2 separate regions of the Gossypium arboreum genome follow, and region 1 is linked to region 2. The links are chromatin contacts, called in public Hi-C maps. All regions are on one chromosome and are shown on one strand. Each heading gives the region's core, a stretch centred on a gene start, on an enhancer-like site or on the middle of the called end of the contact. The rest is flanking DNA. Distances are from core to core; before and after follow the strand shown. Region 1 has its middle 5.1 kb from the start of LOC108475483. Region 2 holds the start of LOC108474824 (serine/threonine-protein phosphatase PP1 isozyme 2-like).

Evidence for each region. A called contact is a pair of places that touch in the nucleus more often than the background predicts.
Region 1: a contact with region 2 is called in a Hi-C map of leaf, with 2.2 times the contacts expected there. The contact joins the enhancer-like site here to the promoter of LOC108474824 in region 2. A contact is called at or near these places in 2 of 5 Hi-C or Micro-C datasets (both in leaf).

Annotation. Positions count from the first base shown.
Region 1 is chr3:134,154,938-134,161,413 of ASM2569848v2, forward strand. No RefSeq gene overlaps it. Among protein-coding and RNA genes, the nearest start is that of LOC108475483, 5.1 kb to the right of the region's middle. Within about 2 kb of position 1,479, at least 1 of the 2 cell types and tissues checked has an H3K27ac peak or open chromatin away from gene starts, as enhancers often do. A contact at or near this core is called in leaf, where this site is marked.
Region 2 is chr3:133,897,649-133,904,132 of ASM2569848v2, forward strand. LOC108474824 (serine/threonine-protein phosphatase PP1 isozyme 2-like) reads right to left here and starts at 3,434. Exons shown (of 4, transcript XM_017776847.2): 1 at 2,796-3,434; 2 at 1,979-2,538; 3 at 1,668-1,889; 4 at 1,278-1,575. The coding sequence starts at 2,970. The coding sequence ends at 1,552.

The DNA.
Region 1 (6,476 bases), core at 229-2,728, 260 kb after region 2:
ACTTTTAATTTGCTCAAACATCAAGCCCGTTCTTGATAGTTTTGCATCTTAGGCAAAATAATAAAATAGAGTTTTAGACTCCTTAAAAGTTTGAAGAAAAGTTTTTTTAGGTCCCTTAAAAGTTGGTAAAAAAAAAATTTTAAGCCTTTAAAAGCTAAATTTTATTTTTGGGCCCTTAAAAGTTGGTAACTTTTTTTTTACTTTTAAAAGTAAAAAAAAAAAAAAATCTTAAATCCCTTTTAGCCTTAAGCCCTGGGCAATCGCACCTCCAAACAAACCCCAAAGTCGTACCTGTCAAACATGATTTTTGAGAAAGTGACAAATGCAATGCTTTAGCTTAACTTGAAAGTAATTTTCAACCCGACTCATCTCAATTCAATGTTTAATTTTATTTATGTATGAATCCTCCTAGCTGTTTAAATAATCCCTTTTAACTATTGATATGCAGGAAGGTGCTATGTATTTGAACAATGCTTTAAGTTATTTCAACAATATGTAGTTCCTTTATTGATAAAAAAAAATCTCATGTTCAACTATTTTCACTATTTTACTCTAAACCTTTAAATTTAACTATGTGTGTTCATATATAAATTTATTTTGATTTAAGCTTAAATATATTTTAATTATTAATTCAATAATATTTTATAATAGTTAAGTCTAATGACAATTATTTAAATGTGTTATTTATATATTTGTGATTAAAATCGTACATGTAATTAATATTTAAAAAAAATCTATGTAGACCTATTGTACCATTTAGCTATAGAGGTGAGATTATGAAATTAATTTAATTTAAGGACAGACCTTTTCAATAAAAATGTTGACCCTATATGAGATTAACATAGTTTATTATAAGAAAGAATATCTCAATCAAAATATGATAGCAAACATATTATTTCTCTCTAGATTACATATCTATTAACATTAGTCAAATTCTATCATCTTGTTAGTGTTAGAATACCGACGTTGATAGTTGGAGATACGTTAATGGTGGTGTTTGAGAATAATACATTTTAACATACTCAAATTCATATTCTCATATATTAAAATAATATTCATACAAATTAAATTAAAATTTTATATGTAACAATAATTTTTTTATCTTAACAAAATGGGTAACATTTTTAATTTGATTTTTTTTATGATAACATTTTTTATAATTATTTTTATAGGAAAAATAATTTAAGGATCCAAAAAATGGTCCATTCTCAGCTTTTGACTGGCTTGACCGAAAGAAGGTGCTTCAAAATGAAAGTGGCAATAGTCGGTTCTAGAAGCACGTGACAACACGTGATAGTCCTTGTGTAGTCAATGTTTAAAACGTATTTCTTTCTTTGCAGTATTTATTTTATTTTATTTTATTTTATTTGTTTTTGTTGAAAAGAAATAATGGTGAAAATTGTTTACATTTCTTATTGATTCCCAGCTCAGAACCTCACGTGATTTCATAATCCAGCGTGAGCTCTCACGTGATCTGATACATCAAAATTTGGCCCTTTCTTGTACACATGTCACTTTGTGGTTTGCTGTTTTCTAACTGTCTTGGCATAAGCATCAATTTCGTTAAATTGGTAATTCACATATAATGCATGACAACAAATTTGACCTTCAAAATACTATTTTGACTTTTCTTGTACCTTACAAGAATCGATTTGTCTATTTTTAGTAGAATAATTAAAATGCAATATGAGATATAATATAAAGACTATAATAATATTTTTACTTCTAAATTTGCCCTTAAAAATATTATCTATTAAGCCGATTGAGTTTTAACTCGATTGGTATCAGCATTGTTATAAATGCAGGAGAATGTGAGTTTGAATGCGCTAAAATATATTATCGTCCTATTTAAAGGTTGAGAAGAGATTATACATAGTTTTAGACATTATATAAAAATAATAATAAAACCTATAATCAATTAATATTTAAAAAATACATCGTCTATCAATATCTAAATTGCAATATTTATAAGTTAAAAATTAATAAAAATTTTCTATCTTTTATTTTTTTATTTTAAAGTTTGACTTCAAATTTTTAAAAATAGAAGTTATAGAATAATTTTAGTTTTATTTATCAAAATTTCACATTTTAAACCATTTTATATTACTATTAAATATCGAGTCATGGCAATTCTATGTCATTTATATCTTATTTTCTTTTCTTTTGAAAAATTTGATTTATTTTTGAAATAATTTTGAATAAATATTTTTTCAAAAAGAAATTAGAAGTGTAGCCAGGGTTTCGTAGGGCCTCAGGAAAGTTTTTTATTTAGACTCCTTTAAAATTTATAAAAATTTAAATTAGTAAAAGTAAAATTATATTTTAGTCCTTAAAAATAATAAAATTTAATTTAATCTTTTAAAATTATAAAGATATAAATATTAAAATAATAAAATAATATTTTACTATTATAAAATATACAATTTAAAATTTCATGACTCCATCCCTAAAAGAGCCCATCTCTTCAATTAAGGTTTATTTTTTCTACTTTTAATTTTGTTTAAACATTTGGAAAATGTTTTTTTTTCTAAGCAATTTATATCTTACAGAAGTATCTCATTTCATCTCACTCATACAAGATCATTTTATTAACCAAGAAATTCGTGTTATACATGTTTTTTTATTTTTTTCTTCTTTTTCCAATCATGAAATATGAAGACTATAAAAGAAAATAATAAATAAATGTATACAAGTAATAAACATGATATTAATGATTATCCAATTATTATATCAAGATATCCCAATTTTTTTCTACAAAAATATTAAATTTAAAAAATAATCATTAAACCTAAACATAATAACCACGAGCATTTACAGTAATACTGAAATCAACAAAAAGACCATACGAGCAACTCTATCATAGGAAGGATATCAGCCTCCACCAATCATGAGTAATAAATGATTAAACTTTCATATACTTTCATGTAATTTAAGATTTTGAGTTCAGCGTTGTTTTTCATTTAATTTAAATATCAGAATGTGTTTCAAAATTCAAGCTCCAACAACTCAAAATCACCCCAATCGATATACTTGCAAAAGTGACTGAAGCGATAATCAATATAAAAGTATACAAGTAATTACCATTTTCATGTGGAAGATAATGGTCAACTTAAACTGAAAAATATATATAATTACAAATCCTACAAGAGAGTCAACAACAAAACCCAAACAAGCAAACAATTTGAATTAAAAAAAGAAGAAGGAAATTTTGTTTTATTTAAAAAAAAAACAGTAATTTTTTAAATAATAATAATAATAATATCCAGACTGACAAGCAGGTAAAACAGCTTCTCTCATCAACAGCTGTTGCATGTGCAAATTTTCTTTTTCCGTTTTAATTTTAAAAAATGAAATTCATATTTAATTCTTTTCTTATAATATTTTTGTTGGTGAAGCGATTATTATATGCTTTTGGATGTGGTTGATTCCCAATTTGATCAGCGAATTACAACCATCGGATTGGCCAAGTATTTATAAAGTTAGTAATAGCCAATTTAATGTTATCACTTTGTAAGAAATTATTAAATATTGGATCTCAAGTTAGCAATTATTTCTTATAGATTTCAAATTAATTGGTTTGGTTTAGTGTGAATTTAAATTATAGTTAAAAATTGTTTCAAGCGACTTGAAAAAGGATTTTTTATTTTAATATTTCATGTGGACTATTTGATGGGTTATAAATTGCTAAAAATAATTTTTTAATTTTAAAATTAGGACTAAATTGATAACTTTTAAAATATTGAGGAAACATTTTATTAATTTTTTAGAATTAGAACTAAAATGAAAAATTTTGTAAACACCGAGGGCTAAATTTGTTGCATTTTTTATATTTAGGATCAAATTGATAGAATGTGTAATTTACATTAGAGGGTTAATTTTGTTACTGGGCTAATAAAAATGCCCATATCATCTTACAGTGACTAAAACAATTAATTTCAAAAATTTTATTGACTAAATAAAAAAATTAATAATTGAGTGATTGAAATAGAACAAAAGGCATAGTTGTGTGATCATTTTTATAGTTTACCAAAAAAATTCTAGCATTTTTCTTATCATTATTTAAGAGAAAATTTTAATCAAAAGATCATTTTGTACGTTTTAAAATACATAAAAATTAATTTACTTATGTTTTCAATAGAATGACCAAAATACGAGCTCCCCTCATACTTTGAGGATTGAATGAGTCAGAATTAAAGAGGAAACAAAGCCTATGCTATACGATTTGTAGTTTATGTTGGGTAGAGAATCAACTACCATGATCTTAGTCAAAGTTCAAAATAGTGGGTTAGTAATAATGCAAGTAAATGGAAGAATGAAATGAATTAATTGGCAAATATTTAAAAACTTTTATATATTTAGTATTATGGATGGATATTTTCTGACTCATAAATGTTTATATTAGTCGAATTAAAATTAAGAAAATTTAAAACGATATAATTATACAATAAGATATAATTTTAATAGGATTATAAAAATAAAAATAGGGATGTTGCGAATGGTGAAGCATTAAAAACGTTAGATGAGTGAAATGTAGAAAAGAATAAAAAAGATTATCCAAGAAAAGATGAAAACTTATGGATATGTAAAAGTTAGGTGAATAGTAAAGTATTGTAGGTTCCCATGGCTAAGAAATCTAGACTTACATGTCATTTACTTACAAATTCTACTCTACAATTGTTGCCAAGATGGAAGTGGGGTCATCTAATATATATAGTTGGGAATAACAGTTTGTATATCCATACTTTTTTATATGCTGGTAAGTAATTAAAAAAGGAAGTGAATTTTAGAGCCTATGTTAAGGGAACCCTACACTCAATTTTAGCGAACAAAAAATTCAAGATAGAATTTTTTAGAAATTATGGATTTTTTTAATTATTTAAAATTAAAAGTGGTAATTGGGTAAGTAAGTTTGGGTTTCGCAACTTTAAAGTAATTTTTTTATTACATTATAGTAATTAAGGTAATATTATCAATTAGAAGAATTGAATTTTCGATCACATGATTAAAATTTTGTTTAGTGTTGCTTCTTAAAAATGTTACTCCAAAACACTTTTGAGCAAAAATAAAAAATTTATGCTTCTGCTTATGGTTAAAAAAAAGTTTCTGTAAAGTATTTTTTGTCTCAAAAGTACTTAAAGCTCAAAAGCATCTTGTTTAATAATATTTTTAATTAATTTTTTGTCCCAAAAGTGCTTCAACAATGCTAAACTGGCCGTAAGGAATGAGGTGAATAGCCACCACACCACACCTCACCTCATGACTTAAGTAGTTTTTAAGTGTTCTTCGAATCAAATAATCTTGATTTATTTGGTAGAATTAATGAATCTTCGATGTTGGTTTTATAGTTCATGAAAATTAATTTTTTGAGGTTTATGGTTGTCTCTCAATAATATCATCTTCAATAATCTTACATTAATGTTTTGAATTTGATTATTTCAAACTGAATTCTTTAACATCAAATTGTAAAATTTTAAATTTGTGTTAGGTTTATTTGAATTATTTTTTCTCATAATTAAATTCAAATGAATTTAGAAATTTAATTAAATCTTTATTAGGGCATGTAATTAAAAGCTTCACCTCTTGCCGTTGAAACAAAAATAGGGATTTGAAATTTGAATGAAACTTTTTATACATATTTTTATAATTATATGTGTTTTATCTGTTTTATGATATGATATTAATCTTATTTGAATTGGAATGGTATTTATGTAAAACTCTTTTAATAGTGATTACTTCAAGTTTTGAACTTGTTATACCCCCCACCTTGGCAACAAGATGAAGCAAGACATGAAGCAACCTACAAACGACCCTTTGCTAGAAGCAACCTGTATAGAACCCTTCACTAGAAATCGTCTGTAGCAACCCTTAACTTAGGACAACCCACAAGTGACCTCTCATGCACCCTACCTGAACTAGCTTGGAGACAGCCCACTATGCACCCTCATGCAAACCACTAAGGGACCATCAAGTCATAACAATCTTATACAACCTCCAGGACGAGAATGTCAAAGCAAGACCACACAATACCCTATATGATTGAGAAAGAAGTTTCGCTTCTTTCAACCACATATTGGTCATACATTTTATGGAGAATGAAGACAAGATGCCAATAGCAAAAGTTGAACGTTGATCCTTGAGGTGCCGAGAAAAAACTTTAACTATTTACTCTTTTAAGCAGTTGGCAGATGGCATTAAACCATGATCTATCAAAATCAGGGATAAAGCCAAAAAAAATTCTAGGGATCAAGATCGAGTTATATATTTTTATGAGAGCTAAAATGCAATTTTATCATTGTATTGAGCTCTATGTTTATAGTTTTTAAAATGGTTAAATTAAAATTTTATCATTTCACAAGACCAAACTATAAGTTTATTATTTATTACCATAAAATTTTATAAATTTTCAACAACATAATTCTCTATTTTAAGGAGATTAGGCTCTGCTTACCCAACTCCCTTTGCCCCTTATTAAAATA
Region 2 (6,484 bases), core at 2,184-4,683:
TAGTTCAGTAATTAATTTGTAACTTTTTAAAATTTAATAACCATAACATAAACTTATAAATAGTTTAGTGACCTTGAGTGAAGTTTACCCTAATTTATGAATGGTATAAACTAACAACAAATTGTGCTTTGATATTCAGACAAATTGGTTAATCAAGCAGCAAAAGTAGGTAATGAGAATGACCAAGACATCATGATATTCGATCAAACCACTAGTAGAAATAATTGATGTACTTGAAAACGAAAGTGCAGCCAAATTGCCTGCCCCTTTCTTGCTATTTAGTCTTATTCGTGTTCCCTCTTACTCATTCCAAATGCACAATGGAAAAGAAAGTGTTCATTATTTACACATATTCAATGCTTTTATTCGTCTGATTCTTATTAATTTAGTCCCTACACTCTATTTTCAACCTTTTTTTTAGTTATTGTATTTTTCGAATTTGAAATTTCAGCTTTTATCAAAAGAGAGACATTAATTCTTTAAGTTAAATTTTAAGATTAATATATCCTGAGGTACCTGGATTTGGCAACTTGTATTTATTTGCTACCTAAACTTTTTGTTTGACCTAAACTTGAAAATCGCAATCCGAGTTCATACTTTTTTTAGTGACCTAACTAATACCGTTAAAATATGTTGACATGACACAAATGACCAATAATATGATAACACGTGTCAGTCTCACAATTTAACATGTGCAAAAAAAAATTGAAGTTTAGTTTCTTTTAGAAAAGTTGTCACATGTAAAAATGTGAGGTTATTATGTGTTACTGTATTATTGGTTAAGTGCCACACCAACTTTTTTAACCATGTTAGTCAGATACCTAAAAAAATATCAAACTGACTTACGGTTTCCAAGTTTAGGTACCAAGTAAGTACAAGTTATTAAATTTAGGTACCTCTGCATATATTATCCCTAAATTCTACTATTTTCAAAATCTTATTCGACAAATATATATCATCACATGTGTAATGCCATGCCATATTGCTATTTTTACATAATTCTCATATAAAAGCCACATCATTTTAGTTAACGAATTTAACAATGATCGTTTGAATCAGGACTAAAATTTTAAAATTCGAAAAAGTATAAAAATAAAAAATAATAAATTTAGAGAACAAAGACTAAATCTCCAATTTATATATAGTATGAGACAAATAGTAAAATTTGATCTAACTTATTTAAATGCTACCATTTGAGTTAAAGACTAAATTTTCAAAATTTGAAAAAGATTAACTAAATCAAAATATAGAGACAAAAAGATCAAGAAGCTTATGGATTTACTAACTGCTGCAAATAGTCACCAATGCCTCTTTTCATTTTCATTCATTGATTACAATACAAAAACCCAAAAGCTTAAATACAGAGATGAAAGAAGAGGAACAGAGGGGGACTCTGTTAAACTATTATTTTACAAAAGGGTCAATACGCTGAAAAAAAAAAAAAAAAACTACTTCAAATTTACCTTATACCAATCATAAAAATGCTCCTAGAAATCACCAGATTTCCAGTTTTTACTTTGCAATTCTTCCCATATCCAATTGTAGCGATCATTATACCATGGCTCCAAGAAATGACTGCCAAAACAAAGATTCAAAGAACAAAGTAAGGACACTATTGATTTCGGATATAATATGTATCTGACACGAGTACGTTAATTTATGTATACCTTGATTCTAGATGGAGGTGTAGGAGACTTAGTTGATGTGAATGTCCCGAACCCGAATTTCGGTTTCTTATCTGCAGGCTTTAATATTTGGAAAGAACACATCAATGTTTCATCTACAGTCATCATGGCGGCAGCATTGTCGAACTCTCCGCAATAATTCGGTGCTGAAAATATGGTTACGAGTTGCCTGTTGGCGAAGAACTCGTATCCGTCTTCGACAACCTGCAAGCAAACAACCATATAGATTCAGTTTAGCGAGAGACTATACGAGTTTATACTGAATAAATTTGATGTGAGCTGCATTATTGAACCTGGTGTGCACGGCATATTAGATCAAGATCAAGTTTTTTTAGACAATCAAGCACCCTATCAGCACCAAATATGTATGAAACACCCCTATCATTAGGCCCCCAGCCTTGGATATCTTTACTAGGATCAGACCATAGGAGATCACATAGTAAGCCGGATTCTGGGACATCAGTAGGCCGTTTCAAGTTTCGAATCTGGTCTAAATTGCGAAGCTCTGGGGACAGTCCACCGTGCATGCAGAATATCTTTTCTTCGATCAGGGCCGCGACGGGAAGGCAGTTGAAACAATCGGTGAATGCTTTCCAGAGCCGGACATTGAACCTTCGTTTACACTCGTCGTAGAATCCGTAGATGCGGTTCACGGACGCGCATTCGTGGTTGCCCCTTAGAAGGAAGAAGTTTTCAGGGTATTTGATCTTGTATGCAAGGAGAAGACATATGGTTTCCAGGCTTTGCTTGCCACGATCTACATAGTCTCCTAAGAATAAGTAATTGGCACGAGGAGGGAAGCCGCCATTTTCGAACAGCCTTAACAGATCCGAATACTGGCCATGTATGTCTCCTTTAAGACATAGATACTCAAATTTAGTTTAACTGGTTCATGCAGTCACCTTTAAAAGGTGTAGTAGAAAACAAACAGGTTATAGGGTGTCTAATTTAGAACATTTCAGTGAACACACAGCAAGACGCACCAAAAAGACAAGTACTTTCCATGTTCAAACACAAACTATAAGCAACCCATCTAAAAAAGGATCAAAATCAACATAGAAATGAAAATTAAAATGAAGAAAAAAACAGAGTAAAAAGAAAAAGAGATACCACAGATCTTAATAGGTGCTTCAAGCTCTAAGAAAATGGGCTGCATCAAGAAGATGTCTTTAGAAACAAGGCAAAGCTGTCTTATTTCAGGCTCAGAAAGTTGGACTTGCTTCCCTGGTTTTCCTCTAACTTCAAGCAACCTATTGATTATACCATCAAGAACCCTAGTTTCCATAGTCACCAAGCAAGAAGAAGAGAAAGCTAACAAGGAGATTAAAATTCAAAGAAGGGTTTCATTCTACTACCACCTATTACATGTTATGATTTTCTAGTGAAAGTGAAAAAAGAATATTTATTTTATTAAAAAAAAGAAAGAAAGAATAAAATGGTTGTTCATGGTGCAGAAAAAGAATGGTTGATTGTTGGTTCTTGAAATCAAAAAGCAACCATGAGAATATATTCTTTCAAAGTTGTTTGCTAAAAGGATTGATAAGAAGAATAAGAAGAGAGGGTTATATAAAGAAAATGACTTAGAATTTCAAAAACAAAATTGAAAAACTAGATAAAGCAAAAGAGTGTGCGAAGTAGGTGAAAAAATGGACCCCTAAGAAAAAAAAATAATGCACTAGATAAAAAGAAGAAGAAGAAGATGATGATAATGGAAAAATTAGGATTTAAATGTAGAAAGTTCCATGGTATATTTACAGTTCAATCATATAATAGATATGTGAATTGTTGTAATCACAAAAAACATGGCTTGGAAAGGTTTAATTTTATTTTTAGCATCTATAGTTTTTGAATTTTGAAATCTAGTCCTTTGTTTTTATTTTTAATAATTTAGTCACTTGTTTGATTGATTTGAAAATGAAAATCCAATTGATTACTATGATAACAATTTCAGTTAGATTTTGAATATGTAGTATTTTAATATTAAAAATTAAAATCTAATTGATAACATATATTTAAACTTAACAGAAGAAATCGATTAAAAATATTAAATTAAAAATATTATAAAGAGTATAAAGAATGGAGTATAATTAAACACTTTTTTAAGCATAATTTTTAATTTTTCAATAGATACAAACCAAATTTGAATAGAACTAATTATAATCTATTAAATCTACCAACCGATAAATGCATATTCCCTATAAATGTTTAGGGTTTAGTAAAATAAATCACTAAAATTTATTAAAAAATATTAAAAAAAGTAAGTTCAATTGGCCCGTATTAATTCGCAGGGCAATTAATTTAGTGCCCCTCAATGGACTGATTCCTAGATTGATCGGCTTGTCTAAATTGATTCAAAAACCATACCAAAAGCCGGAGGCAAATTTAGAGGGGAAGCTAAGGCCTTCGACCTCTTAAAATGGGGTGTTTTAGTCCCTCTGAATTAGTAAAATTACATTTCAACCGAGATTGTAATTAGTCCCTCTTGAAATTATAACGTTATAAACTGATAATAGAAAAATTATAAAAATTAAACTTTCAAGCGCTTCAAAAAAATTTCCCAGTTTAGTTTTTATTAAAAATCAATATTGTACATAAATATGGAAAAGATTAATATTCATAGATTATAAACCGGAAGCAAAAGATTCCTTGATTATAAAAAATAAAACATGCATATTCATATAGGCGGGGCCATAGGACAGAATGGCAAGTGGCAAAAGCCGATAGTTGAAGCTGAGGAAGGACTCCAATTGTTTAATGCTTAGTATAATAATTTAGAATATGAGGCAATGAAGTTGCCCACATGTTCATTGTTTTACCAAAACTGGGTTTTTCATTTATTTATTATTTTGGAACGACCTTCTATTTTAAGTCAAAGATAATCTTTACCTAATTATTAACGACACCTTTGTGTGACTTGTGGTCTAAAATTGTCAACTCCACATTGATCATGAATTTAATTGCACTAATTTGTTTTTTAATTTCAATTAAATATTCAACTACAGTATATATAACAACATGGTTTAATTAATATGATCTTTTGTATTTTATATGGTTTTTCAAAACATATATTATCATCATTTTCCTAATTTATTACAATTTTCATATGAATAATCTAAACTTAATCAATAAAAATAAACTTGATTAGAGAATTACAATAGGGATTATAAGACTTAAAATCCAAAAGAAAAAAAGTGTCAAAAGGAAGCATTCAAATGCTTTACTGAATTTAATTTTAATCTCATTTGATTTAAAAAATAATAAGAAGTTAGATTTGAAATATCTTAAATTCAAAGTTTGAAATTCAAATAATTTTAATATCAAATCTAAATTACTTAAATTTGAAATCATTTAGTCTTATTCTCCTTTTCTTTTCGTAGAAAAACTTATCTACTCAATTTTTTTCAAATTAAAATTTTGTTTTATGTACAACATCGGTCTTCGAGTAAGTTACTGGTTGCGGTTTCTGTAACATTTTTTTTGTGGTTTTTATTTTGTCCAATATGTTTTTAGTAATTTTCTAGCGTGAGGTTTGCCGAACAATGTAGTCGGTTTCGGTTGCATTAGTTGGTCCGCACCATTTCAGTAATAAATCGAAACGACCGATTCTATTTTTTACATTGGTGTAAATTTTGGCTTGTGATGATTGCACTGGTTCATTCTAACAAATTCTGGTTGCACCGATAGGTGAATGAATAATGTTAAAAATAGATAAAATTATTATTTTAACCAACATAATTTTTTTTTGGTAAACAAAACAATTGATTACATAAAATGATTCATGAGAGAGTTATCAACAAAATTATCATTCTACAAAATATCTTTTATCCTGGAAGGAGGAGACTCGAAGATACGCAGGGAGGAACCATTTGATAGGGATATTTTAGCCAAAACATCAGCAACCCGATCGGTTTCTCTAGGAACATAAGTCAAGAACCAATTTTCTTCCGAAGCCAAAATTTGTTGTATCCTCTTAATAAGTGCATTATTAGAACCACCAGCCTTGCTTCCACTAATCAAGATCACATTCTCAAGATTATCTGAACGAATGATTACCTCATTATAGTCTTGTTTTTGAGCGATGAGCAAACCATCTAGCAAGCCCCATAGTTCAGTAGTCGCGACAGAACATTTCCCCAAGAAGTGAGAAAAATCAAGGATCCACTCCCCTTTATTGTTACGCAGCACACCACCTGCAGCAGAAAAACCAAGGATCCACATTAAATTTTTTACTAACCAAATTTAAACAAGGTAAATGAGAAACTTTAAAATTTAGAGTACCAAAATTAATAAATAAAAAAAGAAAAAAATTATATAACAAACAAATTAAAGAAAAAAAAGACAATTTTTAAAAGCTTCACAATCACAACTATATGCATATGTTTTATTTATTAAACTTCGGTTTTATATATTTAGATTGAGATGATCTTATTGTAATATCTTTTAAATAATCTTGTGGATAATTTATTTTTTTGTTTAGTGTGTGGGATGTTTGTTTTCTCTTGTGTACTTTTTTTAAAATAATCTCATTATAGCCTATGATCATAATTGATCTTTTTGACACAATGCTTAAAACTACCAATAGTCCCTCTCCAGCCCATAAATAAGAGGATAATGCACTTCAGCTCACTCGAACCAACGTCCCTCAGACAGCAACAAAACCTATAATAAGATTATTATATATATATATATATACATATATATACATACACTAGATTACGATACACTTACAATATGAGTAAAAAAATTATGCAACAAATTTATAAAAAATTGATATAAAAATTAAATGTAGCTTTGGTTGA